2 separate regions of the Anas platyrhynchos genome follow, and region 1 is linked to region 2. Evidence: chromatin contacts called from public Hi-C data. All regions are on one chromosome and are shown on one strand. Each heading gives the region's core, a stretch centred on a gene start, on an enhancer-like site or on the middle of the called end of the contact. The rest is flanking DNA. Distances are from core to core; before and after follow the strand shown. Region 1 has its middle 55 kb from the start of FGF3. Region 2 holds the start of LTO1 (LTO1 maturation factor of ABCE1).

Region 1 (7,936 bases), core at 1,150-3,649, 120 kb after region 2:
AGCCCTTTCTCCCCCCTGTATATGTGGCTTACATTTTGTAAAATCATTATCAAACCCAGTGCAAAAGAATTTCCATTTCTGCAGATTTACCTGAAAAGTGGCAATTAATTGGTAGCAAAACACTTCCAAACTCCATATAGTAGCAGTTCAACCAATTCAGGTAGTGAGGCTTCCAAAGAACACTAGTCTGTTCTGGCCTTGCAGGTGTTTCTCAGGTAAAAATTATGCTTTGAGGAATACCAGCTAACATGAACAAGGCAGAAATCAGTCATTTTCCTCATACATTTTCCTCATACATCTACCTAGTTAAAGGAAGAAGTTTCAAGTTTCAACTTGGAAAAAGTCTGCTAAAGAAAGACAACATTTAGCTGACAAGTTGAGCCATGAGTGTGTGTATGCGTGCGCATGTGTGAAATGCAGTTCCAGCAAGACTTCCAGCTTCCGCTTACACAGATGCATTCACCAGCTCAACAAAATGCTGATTATCTTTAGTGGATTATGGATTGGGTCATTAGCATCTGTAAATGTCTGTGTTAGTTAGATGATGTGACTCTGTGAATTTATGCTGTGGTCAGGGCTGGAAGAAAACCATCACAGAATTTCCTTTCCACGCTTGTGTGCAACTTGACTATCCTGGAATCTTTAATAAGCAAATCAGGAGTCCTATACTAAATCATAAAGTATCTCCAGTCTTGAATTAGCTGATGACTGTCAGACCAATGTAACATTTTTTTCAGTAACACTGACCATTATTTAAGAAAAGTAAAGCACCCTAAGCATGTTTGGCCTGCTATGTGATATTTTTTTATGATGAAAAATTGATTCTTGTCTTCTTCCTCTTTAGATTCTTTGTAGAATTAGTCATATGCAGCTGCCTGATTACACACATACAGTGCTTATATGTTAAGATCTTAAGTTTAAATTACAAGTTATATTTGATGGGAACTGGGCACTTCATTCCATGAAGGCTTCTTTGAAAATTCTAGGTTTTGTCTGAAAAAAAAATATGATTTCCAATACTTTTCAAATAGATATACTTAACATATATAAGTTTTCTTTTAAAAAATTAAAATGATATGTGAAAAAAGCCTATGATTTAAAATATTTTTCATGGTATACATGTATGTCGGAACAATTTTTGAAAAGAAAAAAGAAGCTGGTGTTTGTGAAACAGTGTTCATCCATAGTCCAGAATGCTGTTCACTCTGGGTGTGTGGATGATGGGGGAATACCTGTTTCCATTCTCTACCAGCCAGTCTTTCAGGCTGTGAAGTTCTCAGGCACTTTTGAAGAGATTCAGGGTGGATATGCGTGAAAGTGTATTTACAGTACCTGAGGAACTGATGTCTTGGCGCAACACCAAAATGGAGCAGCAGTATAGCACAGTTTGTGGAACAGGCTCAAAAATGTTAGCATTTTCTTACTGCAATTGTTTCATTCTCTTTTGCTCTAGGCACCTTCCTTTACAGTCTAAACAAAACTGCCAGGGATTAGGTTGAATCAACTAGCTGCTAATATTTTAATCCTTTTGCAGCTCATTGACCATAGTTGAACTAAGCGCTGGTCAAGTGCCATGTCACTAGTTCAATGGAATTCAGACTTTGGCACTCTGAAAAAAAGCAACAGATGTGCTTTAATGATTATCTAATAACTTGTATTTTCTTTTAGTTTGCTGTGCTGATGAAATCTAATCTCATTGACCCAACAGACAAAACCGTAACAATAAGAACTTTAATGGCAAGACAAAGGACCTGAACAATACCGCACTTTGGCTAGAGTCCAGAAATGAAAACCCTACAAAATATACTGGGAGCAACAAGCAGGTTGACTTCCATTCCATGAGCAGCTATAAAAATTAGCAATACATTATGGGAGTTAGCTGCAGGACTATGACTTCAACTTGCCTTCAAATGAGCATCCAAAAACATAGTAATAAACTACTTCTCAGCTTCATGGATTGGGAACAAGGGCTGAACTTGTCAATTTCCACCAGGGTTTTAATGAGACTAAAATATCTACATGCTTTAGTCAACCTGGTACAAACTTTTTAAACATCAGAACTCATCTGGCAGTCTTTGCAGCAGCATACACAGCTGTAAACAGATAATGTTTCAGGATTGTCTGTTAGCTTGTGCTGTCACTGCTATACAGCAAAACTCCTTTTGCTATACAGTGAAATTCCTGCTTATGGGGATCTTCAAGAGACCTTTAAAAGAGAGAATAGAAGCAACTCTCTGTAAGATAACTTTCACTCATTTGCCATATGGTAGGATATTTGTAATATATTCTTTTCTGTCTGAAAATGTTGTCCTAAACTGTTGTGGAGCTGATCTCTTCCCTCAGGAATGCCTGGCTTAGTTCAGCAATGATACTGCAGTTATACAATTAGATTGCTAAATAAGATGATGCAATATTTTCTTCAGCCTCACATGGCTGAAGTGACTTAATACTTTTGTACTATATGCTGTTAAGCAATAACAACAACCTAAGAATCAAATCTAAGCAGGTATATCTAGGCTTAAAGATTGGAGGCCCTACTTGAATCAAAAAAGTCTTTGAGTCTATTTATCTTCAGGGCTTGTGTTCTGTATCTATACTTGTGTGGAAAGCCATTTTCCTAGTGATTCCTCTTTCCTAGCTGTATTTCCTCTGCTTTATCCAGGTTGAATTTGATCTAGCTACCTCTGTCTGGAAACTACTCTAATGTAGGCTTTGTGATATCCTATTTATATTACTGGGGACATTGATGGCAAATGGGACACATTAGGAAGTGTCACAAGTGAGTTGTCAGATGTTGAGGCCATGACTTCCCTATCTTTCCAAATGACAGCAAGTAAATATTTTGAGGTAGGGGACCTAGATAGAAGTCTTTGATCTCTATGTGTGCCCTGCAGAAGCTTCTGGAGCAGACATCAGTCATGCTAATAGACAGCTGTCAGAGGAAACAATGTCACCCATAATTGGCAGTACCCTTCTCTGAGTGCTGAAATCTGGCTAAGAAGGTAAAAATGATCATTCTATCTTCTGCAGGCTTCAAGGGAAAGGGAAAGGGAAAGGGAAAGGGGAATTAAAATTACTGGCATCTCTGAGCATTTTTATTGACAGTGTGGCTGTCAGAGGGGACTGACCGAAAGATCAGAGATGACCTGATTGACCGGATGTAGGTTGTTGTTTTAGTTTTAGCTTCTGTGAATCCTATGTGCTTTTGGAGTCACCAGAGATAAGAGAAGCAAAATGCACAGGAGGGAAATGACCTACCTTGTTGGACCTAACAAGCACTCCAGCAGGAAATTTTGTTGATGTGAAGTTAGAAACCTTTAACCCCATTCAGCAAAGCTTTGGCCCGTGGAATTTAATGGACATTCTGTGTTGCTAAGCAAAGAGCTATGAAACGTCAGTGATGACTACTACAAATGATGGTATTAGTTCCTCTTTCCATATTTCCAAGAAACTAATCCAGCTTCCCATGTACTCTGTAATCAATCAGTGAGATTCAGCGATCAACCAGTGAGTTCAGGGAAAGTCTGTGACCCAAAGGCTTGTGGCCACGGCCACAATATTAGAAATCCTCAACAGTTCTGCTGGCCAAAAATGAATTGGGCTATGGGGTTCAGCTCCAGGTTAGGATCAGGGTTACCTCATTCAGGTCTTGGTGTTATTAGTGGTCTGCAATGGGTGCAAACTTTGCAAATAATTTCACCTCTGAATGTATCCATTCCTCTAGCTGTGAAACTGAAGTGCTCCCCTAATTTGTAAAGTTCCTTGCTGAACTTTATTTAGGCATCTCAGTTGTCCATAATGTATGTCAAAATCAATACGAGTGGGCATATCTGTCTTTTTTAACTAGCTCCATACTCTCCATATGAACAGAGCACCCTGGTTTAAGCTTCTTTAATCAGCAGGGCAGGGAGCATTAGAGCTCCAGTCATTAGAGAAGGCACAAGACTTTTAAAATTCCTCTATATTCTGCAGAGAAAATTTATCTATTATGCCAAAACTATGGTCACACATCAATAAAACATCCTTTGCTCTAAATTTGATCCTTGAAGGTATCACTGGTTCTTGGAGTATTGGGTTTGTTTTAACAAATTATCTTCATGTTTTTCTGTCAACTTCTATTTTTTCTGTCAAACTCTAGTTTCCCATCTCTCCATCTCTGTGGCTTTGAAGCTTATCCCTGATAAAAGACAGCACTTATGTCAAAATACACTAATGTCATTTTGACACAGAAGTGCACAGCCTGGAAGCCATTTCGCTTGGCAGAATTATCTCCTTTGGCAGACTGACCACAGCTGAGCTGAGCTGCTGGGCACTCATGTGTGTTTGTCCCACTCTTTTTGTCAGAGGTAAACCCTTGGGACTTTCATCAGCTCACACGAAATAAACAGCAGTGCAAATAAGGCTGAAAAAACTTGCTAGTCTGAGACTGTTTTCTGGGAAACAGTTTCTTGTTAGTTTTGGGGGGTTAATTCGGCGCACCAGAATAATCCATGGAAGTGAGTTACAATGCTAGACACAGTGCTTGCTCCTTTCTCCCCTTTTCTTCTGCTAAAACATGTTTTTAGTGAATGAAGGTGATAAACAGTTTGAAATTACTATCAATCATCTCCTTGGAGTTTCTGAGTAACTGTTGTGCTCCCGAGTGCAGCTCATCACTTTACTAATTACTCTAGATTATAGTCTTAAACTAATACAAACTTTTTGTCTTGAAGAGGATGATCTTGTGACTTATGTACTAGACTTTGGGTCTAGGTTCTGTCTTTCACATCTGACTGGAGAAGCCAAAAATCTTCTTTTTGCCACTTCTATCAACAGTAGGTCATAAGCACTGTAATTCAACATAAGAATAAATCAAACAGTGTTTTTGCTAAGAGGCCTTGCCTGTGGCTTCTTACACAGTTTTTAGGAAAAATAACAGTCAAGGAGGAGCTCAGCATTTGTATGCACCTACAAAGTGGTAGCATCTCCACTTCAGCTGTTTTTCAAAGCAAGTTTGTCCTTTAGCCCCATATCCAGGCCATTTTGATCCTTGTCTGCCATACCTATGTTTCACATAAACTTCCTGAGTGACCGTAGCTAAGTTATGTTCAACATGTGCTTTTGAAAAATTACCCATATTTGCCTATGATTTTGCTTTTATTCTTACAAAAATGGGAATAATGCTTTCCTTCTTTTGCCACTGTCTGTTTAAACAGTAGCTTTTTGGGCATGATGCCCCTCAGTGAAACAGGATGTTCCCTAACTGGCACTGCCCCAATCTCTGTAGGAAAGAATGGCTAGTTATTTTGATCTGATTTTTGTCATACAGTGATAAAACTTGAATTTCACGTCATTTGGTGCCAGACTTCTGTTACTGAATTCCATGGAAAAACAAAGCACTCACAGAAGTAACTAAAGATAACTGGCATTTCACTTTAAAATGTATGAGCTGCCTGGTACTTATTCTCCAAAAAAATCACATCGTAAAGGTCTCAAGCTGAATACATAGTTAGTGAAAGTTATTTGTATTGATCTCTCTGTCTTAGTTATAAGCTATAAAATGATAATACTCCACCTCATTAATTCACAAAGATGTTGCAAATATATTCATATTCATATTTGTGTTGCACATAGCTATTGTCGTGATAAGCACCATAAAAATGCATAGGAGTGTGCATCAGACTTTTAATAATGATGCAGTTAAGTAAAGCCTCAGTGAATACTGCTGGGAAAACACTATACTACTGAGTTCATTTTAAAGTATACAATATTTTTGCATATCGAATGAACTAAGTGTAGGGTGAATGAAATGGTGTGTATAACAAATTTTTAAAAAGGGATGAAAAATATTTTTAAATCTTTCAGATCTCAAGCGAAAGTCAGAAACATACTAAGTTCCCAGATACTCCAAATGCAAATATCAATAGCCAGCGCTAGACGTTGTGTGTTTTAGCCTGCTTAATATCACAGTAATGAATCTCTTATAAAAAATACTGCTTTCAATACTGCTATATCTAATATACTATATAGTATACTACTATATCAAAAATATTGCTTTAGTTTCAGAATTCCCTAGCATGTATTACAAACAAAGATTATGTGCCAAGCATTTGCCAAGGTAGCATGTTTTGATATTTGTGCTAAACAATGACAACCAGCACATCGGGTCTTCTTTATGAGAAGGCAGCATGGCTGAGAAGGCCATTAAAATGAAGTCAAGGCTTAAAATTATAACTGAATAGTTTTCCATTGAAAGATAAAAGTACTTTCAGAATTAAGACAAAATTAGTAATAATCAGTAACGTGACAAAGTGTCACAGTACTCAGAATGTATTAACCCAGAGCAATTAAGAGAATGAAAATCTCACTGCATCCCACATTTGTGGTGGAGTTGATCATAAAAAGTCAGTTTGGATTTAAATTAATACCTTATTTTGTGATTCCTGACATTTCATGCATCATTATAAATATCTCTAGAGGGAAGAAGAAAGATCATTGTCTCAATGAGAGTTGAAAACAAGTGACTGAAATAAGAAAACAGTTGCAATATCTCAATACAGCATTGTTATTACTGCAATTTATTTTAAAACATGACTTAGAGAACCACAAAGGCCTCATCATGTTCTCAAACTGTGCCCTGTGCCTGGCTGTCTGCCTTGCCTTCATCTGCATCAAATAATGTTTGATGTTTTACTAGAAAATCTTTACAGCAATGAATCAACACATCTGTAATACAGAACAGAAACAGAAACTTTCCCACATCTCGTGAAGTTTTTGCACACTAGAAATCAGTTAAGAAGTATTTTTCTAGCTTTAACTGCTAACACAATTTTGGAAAACAGGACTGTGTGCTGGGTGGTAGATACATATTTATACTTAGCATGAACAAATTAAACAGAAACAGGGGTTTTAATTTTATTTACACATTGGCAAATAGTAAAGTCTACAAGGTTTTACTCCTCTTTAATGATTTATACTGCAACCCAATCAATGACGTGTGCTGATATCCTTCAGAACTCTACTGCCAAGATGACTGTCAAGCATATCAAAGGATTGGAGCTCCTGCAATATCGCTGGAATGTTTTAAAAGAAAGGAGAGAGAACGAGAGCTTTTACATCTTCCTCAGGTTATCTCTAGTAAATCTGATTGCAAAAAAAAACAACAGGGAAAAGAGTTTTATCCAGAATTCTGGGGCTGGGAGCACATTTCTTAAACAAACAAACAAACAAAAGTGTATACAGACTCCGTCTTTTATTTTCTCCAAAGCATCAAAGGGAAGAAATATTTTCAACTCTTAAAGAAGAGCATAAACTTAGACAGTCAGTCCAGAGAGGAACAGCAGGCCAAGGAGGGTTACCTTCTTTCTCTTTTGTTGTGAATGTTTTTAGTTCAAACTCAGCAGACCAAAAGACAAGAAAGGTATTTCTGCCTATGGGGAGGCCACCATAAGAAGTGAGATGATATAGCCGTGTGCTTCAGGAGTAGCACAAAACTGAGCACGATCTTGCAGTGGAACTCGCATTAAATGCGCCCAGCTCATTAAAACAGAGTGCAGGGAGGTCTGCTTCTTACGCCGCGCTGGTTGTTACAATAGCTGGCTAAATTCAGCTGCAATTGTAGTGGACAGCAGCAGTTGGGGGCCTTGCTTCTTGTCTGGCCATGAGGGACCCCTACTATAACCTGTCATCACTCATCTAATGAGCTTGAAACAAGAGCAAAGACTCTTTGGCCGTACTTGGCTATCTTTAGAAGAGGTGGCATGAACCCACAACTGCTGTGTGTGGCAGGCTCCACTGGAGCTGAGCTCTGGGTACCGATGACAGAGCGTTGGGATCAATTCACACGCTTAATCCCAGGCTCAAGGGGAGCGGCAGTGTGGATTCCCAGCATACAGGCACACGTGCACTTCTTCTGGTTTAAGCTTTAAAGTATATGTAACTCTCTGAAGCCCTGATA
Region 2 (6,968 bases), core at 3,195-5,694:
AAGAACTATTAAAAGATCACTGCTTTTCCCTTACCACTTTTATATTTAGCAGATCTTCGCTTTGTTTAAAATGAGTAAACACTTTTCCAGTTATCTGTTCTTTTAATATTTCTTCTTTGTTCATCCATGTTTATCTTCATCTGTTATATTCAAAATGTTAGTGAAGATCTTTCAGTACTGACTCTAAAATCAGACTGAATATTTAGCATTGAACAAACCTAAAAAAGAATACATGAAAGTGTTTCAATGTGTCTGTTTTCCAAAAGAATGCTCAATAAAACTACCGATTCCTCCGTTTCTCTTTTTTTGGTCCTACTTGTAATTCATTGTCAAATAATGTCTATGTTTTTCCTTTAATTTCTTTCCTTTAAAAAAAATAAAATGTTGCATTTGCTATCATTTGGGGAATTTCCTATTCTAAGTATTTTTATACTGCGTCTGCTTTTTGAACAGATTTAGAGATTTCTTGCAAAAATTAATACTATTTTGTTCTAAAAATACCAACTTGATCTTACAAACCTGTTTAAATTTTCCTCTGATTTTTTCCAGATCTTCTTGAAGCTTTTCATAAGTGGGGTCTTCATACGGGAACTTCTGAATCATTCCTATTAATGAATCCAGAGCCTTTCTCTTTTTACTACAAAACAAAACACAATAATAAAAATTAGCCTGCTATAGAAGTTCTCTGTCAGTATGAAAATGATACCAGTATTTTATAATTCAGGGCATAGAATCCAGTCTTCCATCCTTCTTTCAACCTCCCTCATTTAACTCAGAAATTAAACTGTAGCACAACTGACAAATGTAATGTTTTGTTTTTAACTTACCTGCCAAAAATGAAGATATATTCAAGAAACATGACTGAGTGAAATAAAGAAATGCAATAAAAAAGTTCACCAGAATACATGTCAAGATAGCTGAAAGCATGGTGGCAATTCTTTCAAATAAATTAATCAAATCTGGACATAAAATAAAAGATTAGGTTATTCTAAAGGAAAGTAATCAATGCATGGAAGTATATGCACCTGTGCAGCAAAACACAGAGGTAATGAAAAAAAAATGAGGGGAGAAGATGGGAGCAAAAGAAATGTAGCAAGATCTATTTGTGATACACCTCTAAAACATACACTACCTTCAGGTATATAAACCACACAGTAAAAGCGCAGTGCAAGATAACTTGATTTTGTATGATCTCAATACTTCCACCCCGAAGAAGAATTCTAATTTTTAATCAATAATATTGTTTAGCTATTAACATGTCACCCTTTTAACAATTATCATACCTTTTTAGTTAGAAAAGGTCTATGAGTGGTCAGTACACTTGATTCTTTCTGATGCTGAAGTGGTGTTACTAACATTTCATAAGCTCATATTACTTTCCATACAGATAACAGAATGGATGTCATAGAAAAATATAGGTTGGAAAGGAAGTCTAGCCTAGGTCATCTAGCCTACCTTCCGCCCAAGGCAGGACTAACTTTAAGGCCAGAGAAAGTTGCTTGGTACCATCTCCAAACATACTTTGAAAAATCTACAACGATGGAACTTCTGTTGTCAACTTGGTCAACCTGTCAAACTGCTTAGCTGCTCACACTGGTAAGGGTTTTCTCTTTACACCCTATCAGAAATTCAATAGTTTCAGCTTGTGAAAGGTGCTTATTATCCTTTGCACACTACTGCAAAGAATAAGTCTCTAGGACTTCCCTTTATGTAGTACAATTAGCTATCTCCTTTGTTTTTTCTTCTTTAGCGTGAAGAAACCAAGTTCCCTTATCCTCTTTTCAGTATCACATGGTCCAGAATAGGATATAATCCCAACAAATCTCTGCTCACCCTTCTGGTTTTCAATATATATATTTTTTTAACTTGGGAGAAGGCAAAACTGAACAATATAATTTGAATAATCTGAAAAACTATTGAAGGAACCTTTTTTTTTTTTTTTTTTTAAACCTTACCTGTTCTTTTCATCTGTGCATTTGCTGAGCAGACACTGCCAGGTCAGTGCAAAGCCAAGGTAGCTGCCGATCTAGGAATTTATAAGAATACCATGAAAAAAATAAACATATGCATACAAATCATTAAACAAATGTATACAAACAGTACTACATTATATCCCACTCTTCAGGAAACAATTTATTGCCTATACAAACACATTTCATGTTGAAAAGCTCAATAAATTAGGGTAAGATGAATGAGGGATATCTGTGTTACCCAGTACAACAGTCAGAACACTTCTTGTAAGAAATCTGTTTAGCATCAGATGAAAACAGTATTTAAAATGCAGCATGAACAGCAGTCCTGCAAAACACTATCCATATTGACACCCTCTGAACCTCAAAATTTATGAAACTGATGTATGGCAGTAGGGAAATAATTCAGAAACAACCTATTTAAGATGCTTTGGTAAGTATGTGTTTTTGCAGCAGTGTCAGCTTAAGCAGCTCCTGTACAGCCCCAGAAAAAGCTGTACCAGCTTGGCTGAGGGAGCAGCCAAGTCAACCAAACAGGAAAACACATTTTTTCTGAGTTAATATGCAAAGAATGTTACTAGCCTAACTCATGAGGGTAGCACAGAATCAGAAAGAAGCACAGGAAGCTGACTAAGCCAGTCTTGCTGCCAGAGAGCTTTTCATTACAACTGTAATCAAATAGGAATATACTGGAATATAATAAGAATATGTTCTTCAATGCACCAGCTTGTAAGTCAGCTGGAGTCTCTTTCTAAAATGATTTAGCATTCTCAGAAAAACAACACAGACACTTAAAACATAAGTGAGCTGACTTCAAGGTAGTTAAGTCCAAAATTATAGCCTAATCCCACTTCAGTCCACATGTGCATACACCTGCCATTTAAACGTAGTAAACATAGTTTAACTTGGAAGTTCCCATAACCTTAAAACCACTTCAGAGTAAAGCAAGAATGTTTGGGAATACCAGTCTCCTGGCAGTTATGTTTGATATGGTACACAGATCAACTTTTGTTACTTCGTGTATTTTATTTATTTATTTTAAGGCTCAAACGTGGGTTTGGGACTTAACATTTCATTTAGTGCTTAAGCATATTTGAAGTGAGGCAATTTCACCTGCGTGCACCAAAACTGCTTGGAGTCTCCAGGTAGGTGGAGACAACCCACAGACTTGGTACCTAGCTGCACCAAGCTGCTGCGGGCTGGAGACATGTGCCCTTGGACGCTTCACAGCGGTATGCTCAGCAGAATTAGCAGCGCCCTACCACAGGGGCACAATCTTCTGCTTGAGCCCTAGTGGATACTGTGTCCAATACCGCCTAAAAGATATGATGGATAACAAACGTTTTATTTGTAACATCTTAATTTAATTCTCTATCAAGCAAGGCCCCTGTCAGATCAGTACTGTAGTTCTGCTCACGGCTGACAGTTCAAAAACTGCCCAATTCATCCCTTCACATGACTCCCTATCTACAATTTTAGTCTCTTCAGGAACTTCCCAACATAAGTAGATCAGTGCACTTCTCCTATATCATGGCCTACACAGGACAGTTTTGCATACAGCCATCTGTATTTAGAAGCTGCTGTTCAATGCTGTTTTCTTAGAACTTCAGAGCTGTAGCATCACTAGGAAAATATTTCATCACTATATATCTCTGTATCACACCAAGTGTAAACCAAAATTTTATAATAACCATCCTTTCAGAATTTGGGTTTACCGATTTCACTTCATAATGGATTAACATAATTGCTGCTGTTCTGCCAGTAGCAATATTCACCTGACAAACTCTCCCAATGTTAGAAGTAGCAGAGAGTAAAACACAGACAACCAGAATTGTCCTGTTGGAGGAAAGTGACTTGGGTGAAGAGCCAACACCGCATGGTTTTCCCTAATGCTGAACCACAGAGGATGGTCCGGGGGTTAAATTTTGGGTTAAAGAAATCAACATATACAATTTGTCTCGAGCATGTTTATTTGATTTCTCTCTTATCCTTCCTTTCAGGAGAAAAAAAAATAAATCAAAATGGGATCAAATAAACTTTAAAAAAAAAAAAAAAAGCCTATTTAACAGTTTCCTCGCGACACAGCCCCCAGCCCCGCGACCTGAGGCGCCTTCCCCCTTACCTCGGCGCCCACCCTGGCCCCGTGGCGCGCCCCGTGCCTCCTCCCCTCAGCAGCCCCAGCCTGGCGGCCTTCGGCGTAGCCCTCCTGATAGCCCTCGCCGTGGAACCTGCGGACACACACACACACGGACGGTTTCTGACGCTGGTTCCCACTTCACTTTCTGCCGTTCAGACGCCAGGCAGGGGCTGCCCTACCTGTGCTCGGCCATCACGATCTCCTCGAACATGTCCGGGCCGGGCCCCGGGGCCGCGGCGGCCGCCATGACGCCGCCAGAGCCCTCCCTCAGCGCGGCCCCGCGGCGCGCGGCAGGCCGGGAGCGGACGGCGAGCCGTTGGGGCCGCGCGCGGGAAGCGCACGGTTAACGGCCGCCGCCAGCACCAACGGCCCGCGCCGGCCCTGAGGCGGCAGGGGGCGGCAGCGCGCCGCTGACAGAGCGGGGTGGGACGGGGAAAGGGAATAGGGAGCTGTGGGCGAGCTGCGCCTCCCTCCCGTGACAATAGCGGGATGGATCCTTACTGTGCGTTAAGTTATGCCAGCAGCCTGGTTTCTGGATGGCGCAGCTTGCGTTTGTTTTCCTGTCAGCCTGGCTGGCGGTTGGCAAACACCAAGTCATGCACCCAGCGACCAGTACGGCTAACTCCTGACAGAAGGAGTTGTGGAAACTACCACAAGCCCCTTTTGTTTGGATCCGAGACGCTTTCGACTTTCAATTAGTGTATTTTTTATGTAGTTAGATGGCCAACCGTTAGTATGCCGGTCTATTACAACATTCACTTATTGTTACAAATGAACACTGGTAAAACAAAACATTTGTCCTTATTTATAAATACATACGCTAACTTATTGGTTCTTCAGGTAATTAGACTTGAGACATTTCATGAAATGTGTGGCTCTGCGGACACCAATCCACACAGCGGTACAGCCGGTCTGTTAGCCTCTGAGACAAACACAGGCAGGGGATTGAATAGACGGCTCCGAGGTCCTGAGACGTGTCTACAGAATAAATAAAACCACTAGAGCAAAATCAAATTCATACTAGTAAAGGTTTAGCTAACGAGATGCACCAATCACTGTTCATTAAAAATGCTCCATCGCAACAGGCTATATTGATTTGTAAGGAGTGACTGCAGTCAGTCAGCCAGCTCGTTTTCTGCATTAATTTAATGCTTAGGTGTCGATGGACATTACGTGAAATTAAATCACTGAAGGTTTGCAAGGTGTGTATCTACTGTACTGTCTCACAATCACAAACACGTATTGTTCACTAACCATATGATGCCAGTGGAAATATAAAGTAACTCCAAAGCTAATGACTACAATTTATATCTTTGGAAGTTAATGCAAAGCAAGGGCTTTGATCTCAGTAGGTAGGTGGATTGATTCATTATGTTGCAAATATAACAGTATTCTAGCAAGAAGTCTACCAAACACTGCTCTCATTTTGGGGTATTCTTACGTGTTCTCAGCAATCCATTTCATCTGTCAGGGTTCCTGAGAAACTTGCTGTATGCCTGGACAGTCACAAAGTCACCCGTAATTCAGAGTCTAAATGATGTGTTTTTCCCACTTCCAGTTGCTTCCAAGGCAAACGTATCTCTGCTTTCATCACATCTGATGCCGCCTGAAAGGAGGGTTGGCTATCATACATTTTTGGAGAAAAGAAAGTACATTTATTTTATTATTATTAAACGAACAAGTCCTTCTCCTTGTCCCAGGGTTTCCATGAACATAGTTTCAGTACTTGGAGCAGGGGTAACACTGATACTTCGGTTCCTGAATAAAGGTTTTACAGCTCTTCACACTTCCCCAGAGTGGAAATGGAGATGCCCAGTATCTCCTTTTCTATAGCTTTCTCACTACTCTTACAACTCGTATTTACACATCATAGCTTCTAATTGAGACTTCACAAGGAGACATTTGACACCTGACCTTTTAAAACCCTTTACAGCTGTAAAACCTACTCCTGCAAAGGAAAGCCTGGCAATTGCCTTACTGTCTTTGAGAGATGGTGGCCAGCCAAGGCTCACATAGCGCAGAGCAAAAACGTGCGCGGTGGTGGTGCTGTTTGCATTCCCACAGAACCGAAGACAATGGTGTTCAAAGGTTTTGCACACCAAGTTCCTGACCGAGTCAGGTGTCTAATGGCAGGGAAAGCATTTTCCAGTAATCGTTCCACCTCACACAGGGATCTTGTCACTTTTCATAAGCAAAGCAGCCAGGCCTGGTCAGAGCTTGGATGGGAAACCTCCAAGGGAAACTAAAGTGCTTCAGGAAGTGGTGTGGGTAATTTAGCTCCTGGCATTCTTCCCCCTGTCTGAATAAATATTGAACCAACCTCTAACCATGCTGTTACAGTAAGGAACACCGTGCTGGTGGTGGAAGATGCAGACCCAAAGGTGTCAGCAAATAGGGTCACAAGATGCTATTCACATATGTAAGGATGCTCGACTTTGTGCTCTTGACAATATTCACAATAATGTTAAATCTACTTTAAAATCTCTCACTGGTTAATGTAAACAGTGTGCCCCCTGAATTCTGTCATTTGTTGTGTTTCCCATCAAGACTGTCTTAGTTTGCTTGTTTTCTGTTTTTTGATTTTTATGAAAGGGTCTTGACACATACCTGATGTTCAAAAATAATATAGTGTCTGATCAAAAACAGAAATGAAAAAGAAAAAAACAAAACAAAACAAAAACAAAACAAAAAAAAAAAAACAACCAACCAACCAACCAAACAAACAAAACAGAATACCCAAAGCACAAAAACTTTTGAAATAAAACAACTAGAAAGTCAGGACTGTGTCTCCCAACACATGAAGAGTAGGAACCCTCCGGATGTGCGGCAGTGGCTTAGCACAAAGGAGAATATGAAACACC

Evidence for each region. A called contact is a pair of places that touch in the nucleus more often than the background predicts.
Region 1: a contact with region 2 is called in a Hi-C map of skeletal muscle, with 2.4 times the contacts expected there. The contact joins the enhancer-like site here to the promoter of LTO1 in region 2. A contact is called at or near these places in 5 of 8 Hi-C or Micro-C datasets (F5 follicle, liver, skeletal muscle and 1 more).

What each region holds. Positions count from the first base shown.
Region 1 is chr5:47,933,637-47,941,572 of IASCAAS_PekinDuck_T2T, forward strand. No RefSeq gene overlaps it. Among named protein-coding and RNA genes, the nearest start is that of FGF3, 55 kb to the left of the region's middle. Within about 2 kb of position 2,400, at least 1 of the 8 cell types and tissues checked has an H3K27ac peak or open chromatin away from gene starts, as enhancers often do.
Region 2 is chr5:47,808,446-47,815,413 of IASCAAS_PekinDuck_T2T, forward strand. It overlaps LTO1 (LTO1 maturation factor of ABCE1), which reads right to left and starts at 4,445. Exons shown (of 8, transcript XR_011809772.1): 1 at 4,287-4,445; 2 at 4,093-4,198; 3 at 1,956-2,026; 4 at 520-637; 5 at 35-140.